2 separate regions of the Sus scrofa genome follow, and region 1 is linked to region 2. The links are chromatin contacts, called in public Hi-C maps. All regions are on one chromosome and are shown on one strand. The core of a region is the stretch at or near the end of the contact, and the rest is flanking DNA. Distances in the headings are between cores, read along the strand shown.

Region 1 (3,485 bases), core at 145-2,644, 53 kb before region 2:
GACGCGGCTTGGATCCTGCGTTGCTGTGGCTCTGGCGTAGGCCGGTGGCTACAGCTTCGATTCGACCCCTAGCCTGGGAACCTCCATATGCCGCAGGAGCGGCCCAAGAAATAACAACAAAAAGACAAAAGACCAAAAAAAAAAAAAAAAAAAAAAAAAAAGAGAGGAAAATTCCTGTGTTCTTTAAGGGCAGTGTATTTGAAGGCTATCATTATTTTCACATTATTTTGTATTGAAGACCTACCAGGTGCCATATAGTGTTCTGTTCAGGATGACATTTACCATCACACAGCTAGTAGTTCTCTTGTGGCGCAGGGGGTTAAGGATCTGGCCTTGTCACTGAAGCAGCTTGGCCTGGGAACTTCCATATGCCTCAGGTGCCGCCAAAACGCTCGCACGCACGTGCGGGCGCAGAGAATCACACAATTAGTTAAAAGAATAACTGGGAATTTTTAGGACATTACACTAAGAGAAATAATACAGTCACAGAAAGACAAATACTGTATGATTCCGCATATATTAAATGTCTATAAAGTAGTCAAACTCCAAGAAATAAAAAGTAGAATGGGAGAATGGGAGGTGTCAGGCTGGGGGAAATGGGGAGTTGTTCAATGGGTATAGAGTTTCAGTTTTGCAAAAAAAATAAAAAGCTGTAGATACCTGTTGCATAACACTGTGAATATAGTTGACACTACTGAACTGTACTGAACTGTACACGCGAAAATGGTTAAGATAGTTTAAAAAAAAAGAATAGTGGGGATTTGAAACAAGGCATGGTCAAAAATTCATGTTTGGCAATTATGTTATCCCTGCTACCTACTTTCAAATCATTTTAAGTCAAAGAATATTTCTTTTCTCTGATTTACACAGGTGCCCCTCTTCTGTACTGGAGGGTAGCAAGCCATTGGCTAGCAGTTGCATTGCGTGAAGCCTGATAGTTTCTAGGTCTTTTTCTCAGAAGACTGGTACACAGTCACGACAGCATCAAAATGGAGTCATCAATCTAAGAAATTTAGTGGAGAACCAAACACAGGTCAGAAAAATAGGTGAGGGGAATCTGGGAGAAATAATTTTGGCTATTAAGAAGACAACATAGGAGGAGTTCCCATCGTGGCTCAGTGGTTAACGAATCTGACTAGGAACCATGAGATTTTGGGTTTGGTCCCTGGTCTTGCTCAGTGGGTTAAGGATCTGGCATTGCTGTGAGCTGTGGTGTAGACTGCAGAGGTGGCTCGGATCCCGTGTTGCTGTGGCTCTGGTGAAGGCTGGCAGCTACAGCTCCGATTAGACCCCTAGCCTGGGAACCTCCATCTGCCGCGGGAGCAGCCCCAGAAAAGGCAAAAAGACAAAAAATGAAATAAAAGATGACATAACTAAAAAAGTGCTTATTCAATTAAAAAAAAAGCATGCAACGGAACAAGTTTGAAATCATAATTTTTGAAAATATTGTAACTTCAAGTATTTTTTTCCTCAATTTTTCCAGAATAAAATGGAGCAAATGCTAATTGTAGGCAGTGTATGGCAGAGGAGGGCCTAGAATGGAAGAAAATACTTCTGAGAATGAATTAGAATCAAATTGAGTGGGAGCAGCCTTGTCTAGAAATGACAGAACTCAAAATATTTATTATAAAAGACAAAAGATTTTAATATTACCCAAATTTAATCAAGGTGAGTGTTCCCGAAAAGCAGGAGTACACTCGGCTAGAATGGAGAGAACAATGGAATTAGACTTGATTTTAAAATCTACACTTATAAATGGTGTAGTGTAGGACAAACCACTTAATCTCTCCAAGCTTCAGAGAGATTTATTTTTTATTTTTTATTTTTTTATTGTTAGTTGTTTTGAGCATTTGTTTGACAAACATTTATTGACCACTGGGGCCAGAACTGTACTAGGGAGGTGATAGATGGATACAAAAATGAAAATGGGTTGTTGTTTTTTTTAAAAGGCTGGTATGGTCCTTGCCCTCAGTTTCAATATGCTATAATAAATATTATAAAATCTACTGAATTTTTTTATGTGCCAGGTACTGCTCCAGGTACTTTTAACTCAAATCTTCATTTAATCCTTTTCAGAATCTAAAACGTATATACAGTTGCCATTTACATTTATACAAGGGGCACAGACAAGTATCTTGTCTACGAAGGAACAACCCTCAAGCGTTGGAGCCGGATACATCTTGATAGAGGGCAGAAATTTACAAATTTGTGCATGCGCAGAGTGGTAGTGGAAGCTTTCCAGAAGGAAGGAGCAGTTTAAATTCACCCGATCGCAAAACATAGATTAAAATATTTGGCGCTGTGCCGGTTAAACTAAACAGTATATTTGAGTCATTCACTACTGTGGTTAGTACTAAATTATTACTACTAATTCCATCTTATTCCCTTAAATTGGCTCACCGCGTCGAAGCTTTAGGAGTTTCAAGGCATTAGTTACATATTGTAAAGCGGCTTCTCCAATGGGTAATTTACATTGTTATCAACAATGCAATAGCTTTCCCGTTGCTTTATGGTACGATAGACGATAGGGCTACTCTCTGATTATTTTTTTCAGCTTTTGACAGTCTCACTTATTTCATCTGTCAAGTTGCGGATGTGCCCCATCTTAAGCGGTCACCTTCGCCACGAGCGAAGTTCACCGCGGAACCGCCGAGCGGCGCGTGGGCGGGCACCTCACCCAGCCAAAGCCGTTGCCCCGCCCCCTCGCTCAGGGCGCGAAGGCTCAACCCAGTTCTCGCGGGAGGAGACGTGTTTTTTTTTTTTTTTGAACGAGAACTCCTAACCCCACCTCGTGCCTCAAGGGTCACGTGATTGGCGCCTGCGTCCTAGGCCCAAGGTTTTTCCGGTCTCCTGCTGGCTGTTAACTCGGCTACAGGCCGACTCGAGGCGCTTTCCGGAAGTGGATCCTTTAACTAGCACCCACCCACCCGACGGAAGCGTGTCACAACCTAGCCGTCCGCCCTAGCGGAAGTTCGTCACGTCGCAGTAGCCCCCGCACAGCGGATGTGTGTCGCCGAGAAGGTGACGCTGGGAAGTGCTTGCAGCCTCCGCCGCTGCCTTCTGGTTGAAGCACTATGGAGGGAGAGAGAAAGAACAACAATAAACGGTGGTATTTTACTCGAGAACAGCTGGAAAATAGCCCATCCCGTCGTTTTGGCCTGGACCCAGATGAAGAACTTTCTTGTCGCCAGCAGGCGGCCAATCTGCTCCAGGACATGGGCCAGCGTCTTAACGTGTATCCTTGCGGCCTAGGCCTTCGGCCTTGGTGTAAGTCCCGCCCTGCCCCGGCGTCCAGGCCTCAGGGTCTGTCAGACCGAAGGGAAGCGGGTGGGCCGGGAGAGACTGAAATTAAGAGTTCCGCGGGAGGGAAGCGAGGCGAAGTTAATTTCCCGCTTGTTCACCCGAGCCACCAACTTTGCTGGGAATTGCGTATCCTTCCCGCTTTGTGTTTCAACGAGCTCTTACTAGTCGTTAGTCTCTTGTCG
Region 2 (3,349 bases), core at 219-2,718:
CAAGTATACCTAATTTTCAAATGGGGTCTAGGGTATCTTTTGTATTCTGAGTGATAGGACTACCCGATCCTCACCATTGCCTCAAAGATCAAGTTCAGTCATGCAGGGCCTTGGTTCTGGTTCAAGGTTTTCTCCAAACACAGTTGTACAGTTTTAGTAAAGTCTTTTAACCAGTATCCCAGCACCCTCTGGGCTCCCTCTATCCCTCTGGTAGCATCCTTGCTCTATTGTGATTCACTTGCTTATAATCTGTCTGCCTGGTTAGACTGTATCCCACATGTTTGAATCCCTGGAGCTTTATTTCTTTTTCGTTTTTGCTTTTTAGGGCCACACCTGTGACAATGGAAGTTCCCAGGCTAGGGGTCAAATCGAGTTATGCTGCCGGCCTATGCCACAGCCACACCAGATGCAAGCCGCATCTGTGACCTAAACCACAGCTCACGGCAATGCTGGATCCTTGACCCACTGACTGAGGCCAGGGATTGAACCCACATCCTCACGGATACGAGTCGGAATCATTTCCCCTGCGCCACAACAGGAACTCCTGGAACTTAATGTTAACAAAGGGCTTGGCACAGGCCAGGCTCTCTATAAATGGTAAATGAATTTAAAATGGAGATTTAATTCCTGGCTAGAATTCATCTCACACAGCATTTATGGAGTCTGTCCCATGAGCCAGGAGGACATTTTGACAAATCAGATAGTCCTTCCCTTCAGGGAATTAACACTTACTCCTGACAGATTTAAGAAAAAGAAGAGCTGCCATTTATTTAGGGTCAGGCATTATGTTAGGTGCCTTGCATGTGTCTGAGTTATTGCCGTTTTATAAGTATAACAACTACACTGTGGGTTAAGTACTTTTGCTGAGATCACACAGCTATTAAGGCGGCAGAGCAAGGATTTTACTTCACACAGTCTGACTCCAGTAATAGTTGTCTAACCATTAGGCTGAAAGGTGCCATGTAAGTTCACAGTTCTGTCATTAAATCAGTGTTCAGACTTTGGATCCAGGTCATCCAATTACGGCAGATATTTAAAGTGAAAGAGGTTAGTATGACCAACCCGGGAAGATTTTATGTTGGTTCCTAGCCAGTTTGGATGGGGGGACAGAGCTGCCTTGGCTTTCAGTTACAGCAGAAATGGATTTCAGTGTTGGCTTCCGTCTACAACATTTATTGGGCGCCCATTGAACTCAAAACAGGTGTTCCCTGCCACTTCCTCCCCCCCACCCCCACATCCTGGAGCGGGGAGGGGAAGTGGGGAAAGAAGAAAAGTCAGAGAGGATGTGGAGGGCGGGCAGGTGGGCATCCTCTGCCACCCTGGCTCACCCTCCACCCTGCGTCGGCCACGCCCCTCGGCCCCCAAACCCTCTTTAAACTCCCGCCCCCTCTTAACGACGACCAATGCTCAGCCAGGGAGATCTCAGAAGGCTGCGGATTGGCCGGCGCCGCGGTTGCCGAGGTGACGGGTGGGTCTGGTGGGGTCTGGTAGGGTCCAGAACCCGGGAGCAGAGCTGGGCGGGCGGGGCGAGGTGGGGCAGGGGCGAGGGGTGCCCAGCGGTTTCCGCCCGGCCCCGCCCTGTTTGGCCCTGCCCAGGTATCCCCGGGTCTGCGGCGGGAGGGGGCGGTCCCCGTGCGTCCCGGGCCCCACACGCCCCTCGCCGGCCTCGCGCTCCAGGCGCGCCACCCTCCGCCTCCGTCTCCGCCCCCAGGATCTGCGGCTGCCAGCTCCAGAGAGCAGCTTCCCTGGCCGGAGGCGCGATGGGCTGCGGGAACTCCACTGCCACCAGCGCGGGCGCGAGCCAAGGTGAGAGAGGCGGCGGGTGGCTGGGGCCCCGGGACAGCGACGGTGGGGCGGTGGGGAGCCCTGCAGGGCGGGCCGTTCCTGCGGGAGAGGCCAGGAGAGAGGAGGCTGGAAGGAAAGGTGCAGGGACCCGGGGCAGGGAGAGTATCCAGCCCCCTCGCTTCGTCCCTCTTTTCGGGACAGGAGCCGACCGCCTGGTTTTGCAAAGACCTAAAGGTTGGCATTTCCCTCCGTGTGGGGGCGATCACGGCCCGGATGGGAATGCCCGCAGGGCGATCCTGCTGAGGGAGGGAAGGAGGGAGGGAGTGCGGGGAGCCCTGGCGGCGGGGCTCCCCGGCAGCGGGTAAACCCGGCACTCCCCTGGAAGAGAGGATTCCTAGTCGTGGCCTGTGTCCTCTCCCTCCCTCCCACACTCGCTCCCCCAGGCCTCGCCCCCAGCCCTCAGAACCCAGAGGCTGTACCTGGAAAAGTGCAGCAGAGCTTTCAGGACTTTTTTTTTTTGGTGGGGAGGCTTGCTAGTGGGGTTGAAGAGAAATGCAAACAGAGCTCTAAAAATTCATTGAGTCTGTCTTGATGTTGGGCTGCTTGTAGGGTTTCCCTGAGAAGCTGCAGTGTTGAGGCTGCTTTAGAATAATACGTGTGACAGAGCTTTTTAATATTAGCAATGATCTGTTGCTGTATTTTTCGTTTAAAAAATATTGAAACTTCTTTTTATACCACTTCATTTTGATGATTGGCACGGGAAGTCCTCCAGATTCCCCCAGTCAGCCATGCTTGGTATCAGATGACTTATAACAAAACTCAAGCCTTCTCTTTCACCCAGCCAGTGTCTACTGATTTGAGAGTTTGGATCTGTTTTGAGTAGTATCTGCTGACCTATTTTGGTCTTTTGGATAAAGAGCTGTATCTCCATATCTCCTCCAATTGAGATCAATCAGATGCCACCTCCTATTCCAGCTGGCAAATGGGAACAGTGCTCTGATGCTGCAGTATTTCCCAGGCGGGTGTGGATGCCCTGCCAAGGACTTTGTGACCTTGGGCCTGTCACTTCCCTTAACCCAGACCTCGTGGAAGATGTAGCTTAAAACTCAAGCCTTTTTCATTTATTTTAAAGTTTATTTTGATGGTCACCTATGGGATCAGGTATAGAACTCTGCTGTCACTGGCCAAGTTGGTCATTCCTCTTTGGCCGTCAGTGACTGTGCAAACGGAGTATTTGAAGAGAGGGCGCTTTCTGGGGGATTCTAGTCCTAGAGCAGGGAATGAACTCAGGTCATGATTCATTGAAAGGTTCATCTCTTACAGGTAATCTTTACCATCTCGAATTAAACTCTCGTCCTTGTGATAGGCAGAGAGCCACTGGGCAACACATCTTTTCAATTCCTGTAACAGTGACACAGAGGTTAGTTAGCTTAGTGTCTTAGAGCAAGGACAGGGTTCTGACTTGAGAGTGTCCACAGGGCTCAGCATGAGACCTGGAACAATGTCAAGGCCACATCCTGCACCAGGGGAACAACACGAGTGTGAACTGCTCGGGTCCACTTAT

What was found. Hi-C and Micro-C count contacts between places; a contact is called where the count stands out from the background.
Region 1: a Hi-C map of skeletal muscle shows a contact between it and region 2, with 2.1 times the contacts expected there. The contact joins the promoter of CCNT1 here to the promoter of C5H12orf75 in region 2. A contact is called at or near these places in 4 of 47 Hi-C or Micro-C datasets (epiblast stem cells, liver and skeletal muscle) and 1 of 2 datasets of contacts at active chromatin or transcription factors (skeletal muscle).

What each region holds. Positions count from the first base shown.
Region 1 is chr5:14,806,333-14,809,817 of Sscrofa11.1, reverse strand. CCNT1 (cyclin-T1) reads left to right here and starts at 1,394. Exons shown (of 10, transcript XM_003481561.4): 1 at 1,394-3,235. The coding sequence starts at 3,075.
Region 2 is chr5:14,753,869-14,757,217 of Sscrofa11.1, reverse strand. C5H12orf75 (overexpressed in colon carcinoma 1 protein) reads left to right here and starts at 1,468. Exons shown (of 7, transcript XM_021091585.1): 1 at 1,468-1,596; 2 at 1,712-1,806. The coding sequence starts at 1,761.